2 separate regions of the Oryctolagus cuniculus genome follow, and region 1 is linked to region 2. A link is a contact called in public Micro-C data. All regions are on one chromosome and are shown on one strand. The core of a region is the stretch at or near the end of the contact, and the rest is flanking DNA. Distances in the headings are between cores, read along the strand shown. Region 1 overlaps LOC103351668 (a long non-coding RNA gene). Region 2 holds the start of CALM1 (calmodulin 1).

Evidence for each region. A called contact is a pair of places that touch in the nucleus more often than the background predicts.
Region 1: a Micro-C map of ear pinna shows a contact between it and region 2, with 3 times the contacts expected there. The contact joins the enhancer-like site here to the promoter of CALM1 in region 2. A contact is called at or near these places in 3 of 6 Hi-C or Micro-C datasets (ear pinna, skin fibroblasts and an unstated tissue).

Annotation. Positions count from the first base shown.
Region 1 is chr20:36,048,553-36,051,252 of mOryCun1.1, forward strand. All of the region lies in intron 3 of LOC103351668 (a long non-coding RNA gene), which reads left to right. Among named protein-coding and RNA genes, the nearest start is that of CALM1, 76 kb to the left of the region's middle. Within about 2 kb of position 1,324, at least 2 of the 8 cell types and tissues checked have an H3K27ac peak or open chromatin away from gene starts, as enhancers often do. A contact at or near this core is called in ear pinna, where this site is marked.
Region 2 is chr20:35,972,545-35,975,373 of mOryCun1.1, forward strand. It overlaps CALM1 (calmodulin 1), which reads left to right and starts at 1,309. Exons shown (of 6, transcript XM_051826152.2): 1 at 1,309-1,528. The coding sequence starts at 1,526.

The DNA of each region.
Region 1 (2,700 bases), core at 74-2,573, 76 kb after region 2:
GGCCAACAGGATCTTCTTACAACAGGGTGCTGGAGGTGGGCAGGGGGCGGGGCGAGCAGGGCCAGTAGGAGTCCCCCTTCCAGGAAGCACATTCTCCCTGGGTATGCCTCCCCAGGTGCGGGGGCCTGCGCGCCCCGACCCTCCTCTGCCAGGCTGAGCGCCAGGGCAGGAGCCTGGTAACCTCCGGCCCTGAGCTGTGGGCTGCTTGCCAGGATAGGGTGACCCTGGGGTCAGGAGGCCTCCCCATGTGGCCGGCCCCCACCTTTGCGGAAGTGCACACAGCAGAGGATTCCCTGCAGCAAGTGCAGGTTGGGCCAAGGTACACAGAGCCTTTGTTTGTGGACTCCGGGGTGTGCAGCAAGGACAGGGCGGGGTCCGGGCCAGGAGACACACCCCACCCAGGCTGCACCTGGCGGGCACCTGCTCAGGGGCCATGGCTCTTCTCAGAAACCAGTTCCCAGCCCTCCCGAGCCCCAGGGGGGGATGAGGTGGGCCCAGAGCATGGCTTGTCCTTCCCTGAGGGGAAGGGCGCTGGGGGAGGACACAGACTGGAGGGCACGCAGGGGCCCTGGCTGCTGGCCACCTTGGCCTGGGCCTGTCACCGGAGGCCTCTGGTACGTTGGGGACTGCAGGGTAGCATTCGACCGTCCCTGGAAGGAGGCTCCGGCCCCAGGCACAGTGGAGAGGGCCTTCACAGCACCCCTGGCCCTGTCCTGCCTCCACCTTGGGGCGGCAGTTAGGAGTGGTCCTGTGTTCACTCCAAGCGTTACAAAGAAACGCCAGGGCTTTTACAACCTCTCTCCGTGTGTCTTGTTTGGTGAGCCCCTTGTTTGGCCGTGGCTCTCGTTGTTCCACAACCTGCTGGTTCTAGGCCCTGCTCAGTGGAAGTGGGCGGGGTGGATCTCCGGGAATGGCACGGGGACTTGGGCACGGCTGGCGAGCAGCACGTGAGAGCCAAGCAAGGGCGACAGCTCCCCGGGCAGCTCTGCGGTCTGGCCGGTCTCCGCCAGTCCCCGCTCTGTGACCTTGGGTTAGGGACCCTCCGCCGCCAGCCCTGGCCCCCCACTCTGAGCCACAAGGGCTGCGCTGAGTGGCGACGATGGTGGTGCTGGCCCGCCCTCCAGCCCGGAGGAAGCCGCCGCGTGGTGGGATGGTGGGGCTCACCTACAGCACCCGGAGCTGGCACCTTGGGAGGGAAGCAAATGCTCCAGGAGTTGTCACAACAGAGCGGGGCCTCCGGGCACCTCCTGTTTACCAAGGCTGAGTAAATACAGCCGGGCCCCTAGCAACCGGCACAAAGGAGCCCTTGTGCCGCCCGCCCGCTGCTCCCTGGGCGCCCTCCCCAAGCTCAGCCCGGCTGGGAGCTCTCTGGCAGGCAGGGCCACCTGGCCCAGGGCCTGCGCGGGGGAAGGGGAGAGGGGGGTGAGGGCAAGGCCTGCCGTGTGCCTGGCTCTGGGGCATGCTGGGGAGCCAGGCACGTGGCGGCCCCTGGCCTCTACAGGTAGGAAATTCTCCCGTTCTCTGGATCAGTAAACCGAGGCTGAGAGGGAGGGTTCTGAGCTGACCTTGTCAATCAGGCGGAGCAGGTGCGGTTCCATGCCTGTCCTGGCCGGGACACTTCCTGTGTGTTCTGTTATAAATCCCGGTTTCTTCGTTTGTAACAAGGGCCGGGCCACCTGGGCTTCAAATCCAATGGATGTGTGAGGCCTTTCACGTGGTAAACGATAAGCCTGGGCAAACAAGGAGCTGTTACTTCAGACCGAGAGGGCGGACTGCGGTCCCAGTCACCGATGACTTAGCTGTGCCCCTGCAGAGTGCCACGGGTTCCAGGGTCCCTTCTCACACAAGGGTCTCATTCCCCAGAGCCCCCTGCTGTGGGACACGTGCTCCAGGCCGGGCTGAGCCTGGGAACCTGAGCGTGGGACCTCCCTGCACCGCCCCCGCCCCCCCCCCCCAGGCCTGGCTGAGTCGTGTGTGTGTGTGTGTGTGTGTGTGTGTGTGTGAGGCGCTACTCCCCATCGACAGAACAGTGAAGAAACAAGGAAAAGCCATTGATAAAGGAACGGATGCCCACGGCCAAGGCGCCCCTGGCCCTGGGCACAAATGGAGACACGAGCCGGGAAACCTCCCCCTCCTGTTGGATGCGCCAAAGCTCAGAAGCGTTTTCCCCAGTGTGGGCGAGTTGCTAACAGGCATTCTGCCACTCACTAGCTTGTGACCTCCTGCAGACAGCCGTGCCTCAGTTTTCTCGTCTGTAAAATGGGCAGTGAGAGCGGCCACCCTGTAGGTTGGTGGGGAGGATTATCCGAGTCGTTGCACCTAAAAGGCGCAAATGCACAGTGGCCATTATTAACTTGTGTTCTTACTGTTGGCTCCAAGTACAAAGTGGCACTGCCCTTCCAAAAGCTGACGTGGGGCCGGTGTCCCACCTGTTCCAGCCGTGCGGAAATAATCGGACAGGTGTGCGAAGTGCCTCCCGCAGGCGCTCGCCAGCTAACAGCACGGCTCGGAGACAAGCACGTGTCCGTGGGTGGGGAACTGGGCCATCGGATTTTTGTTCCTCTTTCCAGTGGAATACTTTCCAGCAGCTCGAGTCAGCTCGGGCAGAGCTGCTCGTGGGGACCTGGAAAGCTCTGCGTGTCACGTGGACAGATGAGAGGGCAGCGGACCCACAGAGCCGTCCCATTTCCGTGGAGCCGT
Region 2 (2,829 bases), core at 59-2,558:
GAGCCCAGCCCAGGAGCCGGACACGGCCCGTCCTCTAACAACTTCTTTCTGCGGAGTTTGTCAGGGCCAGAGGCAAACACGGCGAAGCGAAGCCCTCTGCCACGCTCTCTGGAAGGGAACCGATAACCCGCTGCGGTTGCCCGGGCCCTGTAAACAAAGATCAAATTCTGTGGTCTGCCTTGGCAGGAGAACCGGCAGCATGTCGCCCAGGTTTCCAGGAGCCCTGGGCTTCGACTTCACGACTGGAGTGCCCTTCGTCTGGTTTCCAGAAAAATGGCCCCAGCAAACTGATTTTAACGAAGATGATTCTTTTAAAAGCAGTAGCATCGAGACTGCAGGTTAATACTCAAGTCTAGTTCCACAAATCGGCCTGCGGTCCGGCTGTAATCTAGGGGCGTCCTAAGTATTCTTTTTTCGGTCTATGGATTTATGAATAAAAAGATTCGGATCCCTCTCCCACCAGGAAAAGTGTGAAGAATTTAAAGCATGAGTGGTAAGGCCTCACAGTAGCCGCACAGGTACATTCACTTTAGTAAGACCGGAGCCTGGACGAGTGGTATTTTCCAGAGGAAAATGAGGACCAGACGGTAGGGGAGAGATACCCCCGACATCCTCTAAAAATCCGGTGGAAACGTTAAAAAAAAAAAACCCACAATTTGCTAAGCATATGCGCACGACGCAGATTTACCAATCGAGCGTAAATGACCATCTTCCTCAGCTATTTCTCAAAAACCTGAAAAGCGAAACGCCGACCAATTTCTCCCACGAGGACCGGCGCCAATGCCCCCCGACAGACCCCTCTCCGCTCGGCAGCTGAGGGTGTGCGGACCCTTCCTCTGCCCCCACCCCCCGCAGCCGCCCGCACCGCAGCCAGCCCCCGGACCTCCCCGAACTGGAAGCGGACCCTGAGGAGCCCAGACAGAGGGGCGACCCTCGGGGACGCTGGCCATGCTGAGGTGGGAGGGGTCGCACAGGAAGGGTGGGGCAGGGGCCGCGGGGCGCACGGCTTCCGACTCCCGGAGCCGCCACCTCCTCCAGGTCCGGCCGTGTGAGGGGCTCGGGGTGGTCCTGCCGCGGAGGCGAGTCCCCTCAGGACCCCGCGCCCCCGCCCCCCGCCGCCTTCCCGGGCCCGGGCGCGGGCTGGGCCCGCCGCGGAGCGCGCGCAGGGGGCGGCGGGAGGCCGGGCGGGCCTGGGGGCGGGGCCGGCGCGCGAGGCCCGGCCGCCGCAGCGCCGCCGTGCGCCAGGCGGGCCCCGCCGCGGCGGAGGGATACGGCGTGCCTTATATATATACGGCGGGGCGCCGGCTCGCGCTCCGGCAGTGGCGCTGGGAGGCTCGTGGACGCGGCGCCGTTACTCGCAGTCGGGCGGCGGCGCAGGCGGCGGCGGCGGCACAGCGCGGAGCGCACTCGGCTCCTCAGCGGCGGCGGCGGCGGCAGCAGCAGCGGGAGGCCCCCTCGCCGTCACAGCCCCTGCGCGGGTGCAGCCAGCCTCGCTCCCTCCGATCGCGCTCCCTTCGCCCGCGCCATGGTAAGGTCGGCGGTGGCACCCGGCCGGCGTAGCGGCTGCCCGAGGTCTCCCCGCATGTTCAGTTTTGGTCTTTTGCCCCCTTGGTTGGGTCCCTCCCCCCACACCTCCTTTCCGGGCGTTACGCAGCAGCTGCGGTGAGGAGACGATGCGTTTCGCGTTTGCGTCTTGGCGTCCTCCGCCGGGGGTCCTCATTAAACGGGTCCCCACCCCCCCCCTTGAACTTGGCGGGGAGCTGCGTGCGGGCCGTGGCTGCGGGCACCGCTGCCTCGGGGCCTTCCGCATCCCCCCCGCAGCCCCGCACCCACTGCACCCAGCGCGCCGCACCCGGGCTGCCTGCAGCACTGCGCCCGGGCCCCGGGGGCGGGGGAGCCGGGCGGGGCCGGACGCCGGACGCCCCCCGGTGCTGCCCCTCCCGCCCCGCCCCGGGCGCGAGGGCGGCGGCGGAGAATGAATGGGCCGGGGCGCGCGGGGCGGGGGGCGTCCTCCTCCGGCGGCGGTGCCCTGCGTCCTGCCGGGGGGCGTCCTCCCCTGGCGGTGCCCTGCGTCCTGCCGGGGCGCGCGGCGCGGGCGTGGGCTGGGAAGGAAGGAGCCGGGGAAGGGTGGGGTGGGGGCAGGAAGGCGCGGGGCGAGGGGCGGAAGCCGCAGGCCGGCCCCTTGCGCCCGGGCGGGGCCTGCGGGGCAGCTGGCGCTCGTGCGGCCCCCTGCGCGGGGCAGCCGCGGCCCGGGCGTGCGGGGCCCCTTCCCGCGGGAGGCGCGGGGCGCGCGCGCTAATTGGGGCGGGCGGGGGAGGCGGGAGCTGGCGCGCGGCTCGGTTTCCAGGAGAGACGCAAAGTTTCTGCTGCGGGAGGCGGCGGGGGCGGGCGGGCCGGGGAGCAGACGCGGGTGGGAGGTGCGGGGCGGGGAGCGGGGTCTGCACGTCTGCGCGGCCCCTGCACGGCCACAGGCGGCCGTGCGCCCCGCGGGGCGTGTGTTGCAGGGCGCCCTGGGTCCCTGGGCGGGCAGCGTTGTCCGGCGTGGCAGGCCGGGTTCCGGACGCGTCCACCCCGAGGCCGGCGAGGTGACAGGGTGCTGCGAGCTAGGCGGTGCCCTGACGTTACATAAACCAGCGCGCCGTCTACATGCGATCTGAAAGGAGATTCAGGCTTGAGAGATCGGGGAAAGAGGAAGACCTGCTTGCAATTCGCAAAAAAATAAAATAAACCAGCCGCCCCCCGCACGCCGCCCCACCCCCGAGCGGGTATCCGGGAGCCGGGAAAGTTTGCGTTTGCGAGGATAAACCCAACGCCTCAGCCGTGTTCAGG